3 separate regions of the Mus musculus genome follow, and regions 2 and 3 are each linked to region 1. Evidence: chromatin contacts called from public Hi-C and promoter capture Hi-C data. All regions are on one chromosome and are shown on one strand. The core of a region is the stretch at or near the end of the contact, and the rest is flanking DNA. Distances in the headings are between cores, read along the strand shown. Region 1 holds the start of Ago4 (argonaute RISC catalytic subunit 4). Region 2 holds the start of Trim62 (tripartite motif-containing 62). Region 3 holds the start of Zfp362 (zinc finger protein 362).

The links. Promoter capture Hi-C pulls out the DNA fragments that hold promoters and counts their contacts. Hi-C and Micro-C count contacts between places; a contact is called where the count stands out from the background.
Region 2: a contact with region 1 is called in a promoter capture Hi-C map of pre-B cells, with 2.6 times the contacts expected there. The contact joins the promoter of Trim62 here to the promoter of Ago4 in region 1. A contact is called at or near these places in 3 of 39 promoter capture datasets (hippocampal neurons, liver and pre-B cells).
Region 3: a Hi-C map of B cells shows a contact between it and region 1, with 5 read pairs. The contact joins the promoter of Zfp362 here to the promoter of Ago4 in region 1. A contact is called at or near these places in 1 of 484 Hi-C or Micro-C datasets (B cells) and 1 of 115 datasets of contacts at active chromatin or transcription factors (large pre-B cells).

What each region holds. Positions count from the first base shown.
Region 1 is chr4:126,531,350-126,535,029 of GRCm38.p6, forward strand. Ago4 (argonaute RISC catalytic subunit 4) reads right to left here and starts at 2,109. Exons shown (of 18, transcript NM_153177.3): 1 at 1,836-2,109. The coding sequence starts at 1,854.
Region 2 is chr4:128,882,237-128,885,916 of GRCm38.p6, forward strand. Trim62 (tripartite motif-containing 62) reads left to right here and starts at 1,808. Exons shown (of 5, transcript NM_178110.3): 1 at 1,808-2,341. The coding sequence starts at 1,934. Gm33760 (a long non-coding RNA gene) reads left to right here. Exons shown (of 3, transcript XR_003955115.1): 3 at 1-96.
Region 3 is chr4:128,804,375-128,808,054 of GRCm38.p6, forward strand. It overlaps Zfp362 (zinc finger protein 362), which reads right to left and starts at 1,738. Exons shown (of 9, transcript NM_001081098.1): 1 at 1,638-1,738.

The DNA of each region.
Region 1 (3,680 bases), core at 859-3,358:
CAAAGCAAAGAGGGTGGGCAGCTGGTTTCCTGGACAGCTCCTTACATCTCCATAGTGAGTCTTTCCATGAAACTCAGCTGTATGCACAGTTATACATCATCTCTTTCCATATCAGCTAATAAATGCAACAATTGCTTCCATTTTAAGTTACTCATGGGACAGAAAAAAAGAAACATTTGTCGAACATCTGTACTGAACTTGACAGGACTTTGCACAAACGTCAGCTTTCATTCTCACACTGTCAGTCTTATAGCACATTAGCCTTGTCTTAGAGAAGAGGAAACCGAAGTTCAACATAAGTAAGTTGTGGGGAAGTGGAGGTGGGGGTTGGGGGGTAATCCAAGTATGAAATTACTATATTAGTTTTGAATAGAAGTTTGGTACAGTCCCAAAGCCATAAGCATCCCTTTATCTATAGGAACATGTCTGAAATAACAGCATAATATGCTGAGGTTTATCAAATATATATAACAATATATTTGACAATCTGTAACAAACCAATGTGGTTTTTTCCCTTTAGAAACAGTCTATGTAGTCCAAACTATCTTCAAACTCTTACTCCTCCTCAGCCTTCCAAATGCTGAGATTATAAGTATGCACCACTACAGCAGGCTCAAACCTGTTTGTTTATTTTATAATCAGGGTCTCAAGTAGCCCAGGCCTACCTCAAACTCACTTTGTAACTGAGACTGGCCTTGAACTCTGGAGCTCCCTGCCTCCACCCCAGAACTGTTTGCATTATGAGCATATGCCACCATGCCCAGCTAAGCCGATTTATTTTTTGAAGGCTTATGACATTTGACTATGTGGGCTTTTTAAGAAAACCTTAAGCAGCAAATAAAGATAGGATTTAATCGCTCAGTTATGTAAATATGTTCCAAGTTAACAAACCTGCAAAATTTCCAAATGCAAACAATAAACCTAATTTTCTATGAATTTTAAAAACATACAACTAAGTCTACTATGTAGACAAGGTTTGAATATGAAAACTAATTCCATCACTGCCCCTAAACCTTGCCCTACTTAGCCAAGCCATTAGCAACCTGTTGTAGGGCTTGAGACAGGAGCACAAGGCTCCAAACGAAGAGTATTCGTGAGAGTTTGGAAAGCTTCCTTGGGTTGGAGCAGAGAGCGAGAGAACCAGGGGCCACCCATAACCAGCAAAGAATCACAGTTTCAAAAACACTTTTTCGTTTGATTTTAACAGCCTCTGATAACCCAATTAAAAGGGAAGGCAGGGCATTGATGCCCTTGCTGGAGAGTATTGGATTGTCATTCCAGAGCACTCTGGGACTGACAAACTGACAGATACCAAACTTCAGAGTTTTGGAAAAAGAACGGACATTTCTCCCTTTGGCTTTCAGGGACATGAGTGAGTGGGTCTCTCCTCCTCATCTGAGGAACCAGATGCCAGTGCAAAAGAAAACAGGGATTCTGCCCCACACCAAGAAAACCCTTGACAGAAGGTAGAAGGCCTTCCAGGTTTGGGCCGGGCCTCGGCGTGCCCCAGACACACGGTCCCATTTGAGGCCCCAACTAGCCTCGCGGCGACCGTGGACAGAGATCTAAGGTCCGAACAGGTCTGCCCTACCCCGGGGAACTCGGGTCACCTCTTGAGCCTCCCTCCCTTAGACGGGTCCCGAATAGACCTAGAGTCTTCAGCTGGGGCGTGGTCCCCGCCCCCCAGGGACGAGGGCATGGGACCCCTTCCTTCCCGGGGCCTGGCAGCCGGCAGCCGGGTCCGCGAGCGGCGGTCGGGCAGCGACAGTCCCTTCCGCCGGTCTGTCTGCCCTCCCGAGCCCCAGGTCTGACCCTGGTCCGAGCGCGCTCCTCACCGGGTCCCAGCGCCTCCATGGCGGCGACGGGGGCCGCCTCGCTCCGGTCCCCAGCGCCTCCCGCTCCGGGCCCCGCCGGAGCCGCGTAACGCTTGCTCTCTGGAATATTGGCGCTGAAGCGGCGCCGCGAAGACGCGGGCCGGGGGCGGGCAGGGGGCGGCGGCGGCGCCCAGTCCGGGGACAGGGACCCGACTCTGTCACGGCTCTTCCGGCCTCAGCGACAACAAAAACAATCCCGGCCGCTGCCGCCGCCGCCGCCAGCTGGAACGGGAGCGGGAGGCGGCGCGCGCCCGCCGGGCGGGGCGGGGGCGCCAGGCGCCTGCGGTCCCGGGTCCCGGCTAGCGAAGGGGGCGTGCGCGGCCCCGCACGCGCGGGGTCCAGCGAGCCTGACCGAGGCAGGGGGCGGGGTGCGGCAGGGACGGGCGCGCGCCCGGGGGGCCGAGCCCAGAGGACGCGTCAGGCGCGCGCCCGCCCGCCCTTCCACCAGCGGGCCCGCTCGCCTGCGGTCCCGCACGCCGCTCCGCCGGTCCCCATTCTGGCAACCTTCCTCCAAGTCGCCATCGAAAGAGCTGGATTCCAGTCCTTGATGACCCACAGGCAGCAGCCCTCCACTTCGTCCTGAGACTCACCTTAGGAACCTGTCCTCCATCGCTCCACCACCACCAGAGATGACCCCTGGACACTTCAGGCACAATCGGTCCTTCAGTCACCTTCAGTCATTCCTCCTACTCCACCCCCACCCTCACCCCGGACACCACATATCCAGTCACCTTCCTTCCCTGTGCAGGGAAAGCAGGTTCTGTTCTGGGTCCCAAGACTGGTCAACATGTCACCAAGGCAGCAGGTAGCTCAGCGAGTCAAGTGTCCTTAAAGTTTCCATTCAGGACTTCCAGTTAAGACAGGACCATAGGCTGTCTGGTCAACTAAACGGGCAACGGCAGTCTATTAGTTAAAAAGGCACAACACTCTCATTCTAGTTTGCTGGGGCCCACCATTGGGTACCTCAGCTTAGTGCAATAGAAATGCGTTTTCTCTCAGTTTTGCACACCGACAGTCTAATAAAATCAAGGCGAGTTGGGGCAGGGGGTGTGATTTTTCTCCTTCGGTTGTAGAAATCTATCTTCTTGTGCTATCACACGGTCTTCCCATGGTAACTTCTATTCAAACCGCTCCTTTTTGTTTGGTTGGTTTTAATTAATTTATGTGTATGAGTATTTTTTGCCTGCATGCATGTGTTTGTGCCTGGTGCCTCCGGAGACCAGAAGACCAAATCGAATCCCCTCGAAACAGGATTACAGATAATGTAAGCTGTGTAGGGGCTGAGAATCAAACCTGGGGCCTCTGCAAGAGTATGAGGTACCCTTAACCACTAAAGCCATCTCTACAGCCCCCAACTTCTTTTTCTTATAAGGAAGATGGCTCAGTGGGTAAAGGTACTTTATAACATTGACAGCCTGAGTAGGAAGTTGGAGAGTTCAAGGCCAGCCTTTGCTACCAAAGAATTTAAGGCAATCCATGTTTTAAGAGACTCCAGCCCAGTGTAGCCTTTAATCTCAGCACTAGGGAGACTGAGGCAGTTCAGAGCCAATTCGGTTTACTTATGTAGTGACTTCTAGGACAGCCAGGACTGCAGAGTGAGACAGAGGAGACAAAGACAGGCAGATCACTGGAGCTCACTGTACATACACACACATACAGTACATACACATACATACACACACAGATACACACACAGATATATACATACCACATACACACATAAATACACACCACACACTTACACATGCACATGCATACACCACACACACATCACATACCTGCACATACACATACACATGTATGCAC
Region 2 (3,680 bases), core at 558-3,057, 2.4 Mb after region 1:
TGTGACTTTCATGACTTGTCACCCATGCTGGGGTGGGATCCTTTGAGTCACCCATGTTCCTTTAACTAACCCCAATAAACCGACTGGTTCACTATGCCCTGTCTGGAATGAATATACCTTTGTTCATGTCACCACAGGAAAAGTTATGCAACACACTCTCAATACCTCCTCCCCATCACCCCCTTTATCCACCACTAATTGTCATGGTGCTTTTTTTTTTTCCTGATGGTCTTATCCTGACAGACAATCACGGTGCAAACTGACCTCTTGCAGGTCCTGAGACAGCAACCACCTCCCTGGGGCCAGCCTTTCCTTCCTCCTGCAGGCCTCGGCTTTGCCACAGTTGCTCACCCGTGCCTAGCACTGCATGCATGCAAAGGGTCCCCCTCCTTCACTGTACTGATGATGTAGTGTGTATCTTGCACACCAAGAAACCCAAACCAAGGCAGGCCATTTTTCTGCTCGAAAGCCCAACACCTTCAAGAAATTCTTCTCTAAGATGCCCATGCCTTTCACCTTCCCCAAACTTCTTCCTTATCCCACTCTCAACAGAACAGAACAGAACAGAACAGCATGCAGGTCTCCATGTGCCCCCCCCCACTCATGCTTCTGTTCTCCCTGTCTCTGTCTGTCTCTCTGTCTGTCTGTCTCTCTCTTTCACCTTCTTAGAAATCCCTTTCCTCCCCTCCATCTGGCAGAGATGACAAGGTCTCCCATTATACTTTTTTTCTTACTCCAACTTCTTATACACACACACACACACACACACACACACACTCACACACATGCTCACACAGCAATGCAGAAACATCCGATGAATGGAAAGAACCTTTGAGCTAGACGTTAGGCAGGGTTCTCTCCACAATCTTCTACTAAGAGCCCTCCTTAGAAAGGGAAGAGGAAATAGAACCTAAAGGTTTAGGAGAATGGCGACTTTGAACTTAGCCCATGCCAACAGGGCAAGTCTCTAATTTTATCACTACAATCTATGCAAACATTATATATTCTATGCAGACTACAGAGCACCGTCTTGTCTTAATACTCAGTTATTATTGCCCTTAGTTCTTCAAATTGATCATCCGGAGAGATGTTCCTTAGGTGCTATCTTCTCACTTTTTCTTCATTAGCTGTCCTCTCGCCCCCTGCCGCCAGGACCCTAAACAAACCTGACAGCTGTGCAGACCCAGAAGAAACAGCTGTTTTTCCCGTCCCTGGGGGTCAGGAGCACAGTGGCAGCGAGGCGGGGTCTGGAGGCCCCTCCCCTCCCCCCGCCCGCCGCGGGGGCGGAGCGGCTCGGGTCCCGCCCGCGGGGGCGGAGAGGGAGCCTGGGCGCCGGGCAGTTCGGCTCGGCTGGTTCCGGGTTGAGAGGCTGCGCTGGACCGAAGCGGTGGCCGCTGAGCTGGTGCGGGTAAGGGGCCGCGCGGGGCCGGGATCTGCGGCCAGGGTCGGGCAGCTGAGTGGGCCGGCACCCCTCCTCTGCTCTGCCGGGCAAAGCCGCGGTGCGGCTGGGTCTGGCTGCTCTGTCCCGCAGAATTCCCCATCCCCAGCTCGACCCCCTCTCAAAGCTTTTCGGGTCCCGGGATTCCGCCCCTCTTCGGGATCTCCTCCTCGCAGCATCTATCCCTTGGGAGTGTCTGGTCCTCTAGATCCTCCTCGCCTGGAGCCCCTTCCTTGGGACGCCCTCGGCCTCTCTCCTCCAGCGCCCATCGCTGGTGGCCACCTAGGACCTCGAAACCGAGCTCCGGTGCTCGCATCCCGGGTGGCACCCACTCGGCACCGAGCCCTCGCGCCTCCGGCGTCGCAGACAGCTCCCCCCGCGCTCCCCGGCGCCTGTCGCCCGTGCCCCCGTGGGCCTGGCCCCCGGGTACCGCCCCCAATCGCGCCGCGCCGGCCGCCGGCCTCCCGGGCTCCGCTTCGCGCCGCCCCTGGCGCCATGGCGTGCAGCCTCAAGGACGAGCTGCTGTGCTCCATCTGCCTGAGCATCTACCAGGACCCGGTGAGCCTGGGCTGCGAGCACTACTTCTGCCGCCGCTGCATCACCGAGCACTGGGTGCGGCAGGAGGCTCAGGGCGCCCGCGACTGCCCGGAGTGCCGGCGCACGTTCGCCGAGCCCGCGCTCGCGCCCAGCCTCAAGCTGGCCAACATCGTGGAGCGCTACAGCGCCTTCCCGCTGGACGCCATCCTCAACGCGCGCCGAGCCGCGCGACCCTGCCAGGCTCACGACAAGGTCAAGCTCTTCTGCCTCACGGACCGCGCACTGCTCTGCTTCTTCTGTGATGAGCCCGCGCTGCACGAGCAACACCAGGTCACTGGCATCGACGATGCCTTCGAGGAGTTGCAGGTGCGAGGCGGACAGGCGGGGCTGTAGGTGGGGTCAGGGTTCCAATAGGGGCAAGGGCCACAGGCCGGCTTAATGCCAAAGGGGCGTGGCTCCTGTGAGGGGCGGGGCAGGGGCGGGTCCCTTGAGCATCACTGTGTCAAATGGGCTTGAGAGAGATCTGGATGGGAGACAGGTCGAGGTGGGATAGGATGATGGAGAGAGGAAGCTACAGCTGGACCAGATGCTGGCTGAGGCTGAGACAGAATGGGAGACAGCAGCTCCTTCTGGACTTTTGGGCAAAGGAAGGACCACTATCAAAGCTAACCTGGGAGTCGAAGTGGGGTGTGTGGGAGGGGTGAGCTACTCTAAATGCAGCTACAGAATTCTGGAATGTTTGGGGCATTGTGGGATGCGGCTTGCTGCTCCAGGTGTTCATTGAGATCTAGAGTGAGGCCTGGGCCTCGGTTGGATGATGAAAGTGAGAGTTAAGCTTAAGACGTGCAAATTGTTCAGAGGGCAGGTTTGGGTGCCAAGATTAGATCAAGGTATGTGAGGTGAGAGTCTAAGGTCGGCCTCAAGTTCAGATATGACAAGAACCTTTTTTTTAAAATTTAAACCAGAGTAGGGGCCAATTGAGAGTGGAACCAGGAATTAAAGATTCAAGATTTGGAGAATTAGACAAGATTTGGAGGAGGGGAAGACAAGCTTCTAGGAATTCCCAAGGCCTGGTGATGACCCCTCTTGTCTTCTACATCCGAATCTTTGAGTACTCAATTGGACATAGCCCTTAACTGCAGCTAGTCTCCCCTAAACCTTTCCGTTGTCATTGACAAGAGGGCAAGACCCTGGTCAGTGTGTTTAATACTCTAAGACCCCACCCAAACATTTTCCTTTCCTCAAGCTCCATTGTCGTGTGTGTGTGTGTGTGTGTGTGTGTGTGTGTGTTTGTATAGAGAGAAAGAAATATAGGTAGATACACGTGCTGAGAACTACATTTTCCTGGATGTCTTCTATCAATAAGATAGTATTGATATCAATAATCAATTATTTTATTGTCTGTGTGCAAGTATCTTGCCTGCATGTGCACCATGTGCATGCGCACCAAGAGGCCAGAGGAGGGCATCAGATCCTGTGGACCTGGAGTTACACACGATTGTGAGTCACCACCGTGGGTGCTGGGAATCAAACCCAGGCCCTCAGCAAGAGCTCTTAGCTGCTGAGGACGGTGATGTTGCCGCCTCAGGGGTGGGACTCTAAGGAGAAGCATTCCACGATCCGCTTTAATCGGATAATGCAGCATATCTTCCAAATCCTCCCCACTAGAGGATTCTCAGTAACACAGTCACCTGGTGGAATTCTG
Region 3 (3,680 bases), core at 488-2,987, 2.3 Mb after region 1:
AAGCACAAAGGCTCAGAGCATCCTCCTAGGACAGAGTCTCCCCCAAAAGGGGAAAAGACCACATTCAGATTTTATGGGCCTGGCCTCATACCACTCTGCTGCCTGTACAGTCACCAGCCAGTCCAGTCAGCCACTTCAGAAACTCAACTGATGTCCAATCAGGAGACTTCAAAGTGGCAGGCCGGGTGGCAGAAAGGAGTTAACACAAGCAGAGGACAGGCCCAGAACACAAGGGCCAGGCAGTCAGCTACTCCTATGTATATCGGGACCCACAGGAGCTGCAGGCCTGTACCCAGCTAAAAACCCACCACTAAGGACATTCATCAACAGAGGCCATCTCTGGAGGCTAAGAAGACCACCCATACCTGAAGGGGGTTCTTCCACTGCAATCAACCAGACTTGCCCCAAGAGGGGGCTACCAAAACTTCCTGTCCACCAAGGGGGCTCTGGCCACCCATGAAGGGGCAAGCCTCCCTCCATCTCCAACACACACACAGCTCCTAAAGGATCCACACTGCTGGAGGACAGGGTGGCAAGAAGGGTCATGTCCTCATGACAGGGATCTTAGCTCCAAACCCTGGGCCCACTTTATGCCCCTAGAGCCAGCCAACTCCCCCAAATCTGGGGCTACAATATAGTTCCTTACAATACCACTTTGATACAGAGCCTCGTCCAAACGACTCCTCCCAAAACCTCTCACCTCAGCCCTACACACACACACACACACACACACACACACACACACACACACACGACATCCCCACCCACGCAGTTCTGGGGAAACCGGCAGTTAACTTTTCCCAAAAACCCTGCAAAGGCGACTAGCTAGGTGGGAAGAAACAGAGAAATGGGCCCCCATATCCTTTCGCGGCATCTCAGGGCCCTCAGGGGAAGAAAAAAAAAATCTTAAAAAAAAAAAAAAGCAAGAAAGAAAAGAAAACTTTCAGAGTTAACTTTAAATTCCCAGCCCCCTCCCCCCAAATCACCCGGCAGCTTCTCTCCCCCTTATTTTTTCCTTTAAAGTGTAATTGTATTGTGTCTCACCTCCCCGAAAGGCTCCCGGCTCTCTCCAAAGAAAAGGAAAAAAGCCAACCCTTCGGGTGCCCCCTCTGCTTCCAGCCGCCTCTCCCACATTCTCAGACAGTTTTATTAAAATCTTCAGACAAAAGAAAAACAAAAATGGCAGCCTGGCTTATTTTTAAAACAGGACAGGGACGCCATATTCTGCAGATCTGCAAAAAAACGGAGAAATCCGGCACTGGCCGCTCCACCGGGCCGGCTGCAAAGTGCGCGAACCGCGCCGTTTGCAATCCGTTTATTTGCATTAAGCCCCATGAATCATTGTTTACCGGAGAATTGCAGCAGGTTTGAATAGCCCGGCTTAGGAAAACACACACGCACACACTCGGAGACGAACCCCAGACACGCCGCGGGAGACGCTGCCTACCCCGCGCGCGCAGCCGCCGCAGCCACGGCCGCCCCGGGGCCCGGCCCGAGGCACCGGCGACCCCCGGGCCCACGCAGCGCGGCCGCCCCGCGCTGACAGCGCTCGCGCCCGCCCGGCCCCCGCCCCGCAACTCGGCGCAACTTTCCCGCGGGCGGGCCCGCTCCCCCGCGCGCCCCGGGCCCGCACGGACCTGGCAGTGCTGGCGGCGCTCCGGGACGCGGCCGCAGCCCCGAGCCCGGCGGCCCGAGTAGGGCCGGGCTGGGGGCTCCCGGCTTCGGCGGTGGCGGCGGTGGCGGCGGCGCGCGGCTGGGGCTCGGTGCGGAGCGGCGCGCAAACCTTCCGGGTCGCCTGCTGTTCACTTCTGGGTTCTGCAGGCGCCGCGGCGGCGGAGGCCGGCTGTGCAGCCGCGCGGCCCCGGCGCGCTGGGCCCCGCGAGCGAGCCGCGTCCGGCCCCCCGCCTCTCGGCTGCGCAGCCCGCCCGGCCCCGGGGCTCCGGCGAGTGGGCAGCGCCCGGCGCTGGCGACGGCGAGGGGAGGGGGCCGGCGGGGCGGGGACGGGCCGCGCGCTGGGGGCCCCCGCTCGGCCCCGGGGCCTCGTCTCGCGCTCGCCGCCGCCGCCGCCAAGGAAAGTTGCGCGGCGCCCCCTGCCCGCGCCGCGCCGCGCCGGAGGCTGAGCCACAAAGGAACTCCGCGCCCCCCTCCGCCCGCCCGAGCCGCGCGGGGAGGGCACCGGCGCCCGGCCCTAGGACAGCCCCTTCCCCAGCACGGGGGCTCCCGGGGCCCGGGCGGCCGCGGCCATTGTCCCGCCCAGACTCCGCTCCCGGGTGGCGGTGGCCTGGGGACCCGGGACTGGCTGGTCACGCTGCTCTCGGGAGGGGTGGGGGTGTCCCTCCTTGGGAAATCGCAAGCTGGTGCAGACCCCCACGGTGCTCCCCCCCCCCCCCACACACACACCCGGTGACAAACGGCCAGGCTCAAGATCCCTGCTAAGATTTTGGTTATTTATTTCTGAAGAAAGGACGTGGGGGCGGGGTGGGGTGCAGAAGTTTGCACAAGCCAGGACACCGCTTCCCAACCCTAGGCCTGAGTCTCAGCGGTGGGGCGACCAGGAGCTGACAGCACTTCTAGAAAGTCTATCAGAGGTGGCACCGCCTGTCCCCCCAGCTCCAGACCTCAGAGCCATCTGCGCGACTCCTCCTCCCGCCTCACCCTCCCCAGCCAATCAGTCACCAAGTCCTCTTGATTCGGCCTCGCGGGCTGTGTCAACTTCTAAACTTCACTTCTACCTGAGGAGGCAGGCATTCCCGATTCCGAACCCGCTTAGATTTCTGTGGCACACTCTGCTGTCCACCTGCAGGCCTAGAGGATCAGGGCTGCCTCTGCCGTCCTAAGCATCCCAGAGAAGGAAGGACACAAAAAACCATCCTGCTTTCTGGGAAGTATAAGTTCATAGGCACGTGCGCTAGTTGGCTGGGAACACAGTTCTAAAAAGTGTGGACAAAGTCGCTGTCCTCGTGAGGATTCCAGTTTAGCACAGGATGTCACACATTGGGGAAGCTGGAGGGTGGGACCCACGGAGGTCGTTGGTTCCTTCTCAAAGCATCAAGCACACAATTCCGGGCATAGGGCAGAGGCACAATAAGCAAGCGGCAAAAATTAACTGGAATGATATGGTATTGACAACACAGAGAAGGCTACTCTCCTAGAGAGATAGGGGCTGTTTTCAGAACATGGCTCTGGGATGAGCCTGGAGAAGAGAGGAACACCTTTGTTCTGAAAACAAAAAGACTAGCCCAGAGTTGAGAAGGTTCTGTGAGGAAAAACACTGGCCAGCAATGGGAATGAAGCGAGAAATCACCCGTGTAGAAGAATCAAGAATCGAGGTGTGGGATGTGGGGCATGGGTTTTAGAGTGACTTCCTTCCAAATGCACAGTCAGAAAAGGAAGAAGAAAACAAATGAAGGGCACATCAGCAGCCATGAATCATGCTGACGGTGTGCACATTTGACGAGATGAAAAGCAAACCTTCCGGGGCTGGAGGCATGACTCTGCAGTTAGAATGCACTGGGCCTGAGGACCTGAGTTTGGTTTCTACCACCCAAGTCCTGTGGCTCACAACAGCCTGTAACTTTAGCTCCGGGGGATCCGATGCCCTCTTCTGGACTCCTGCAGAACCTTCTCTCATATATGCACAGACCCCCTCCCCTAGCATAATTAAAAACAATAAACATTCT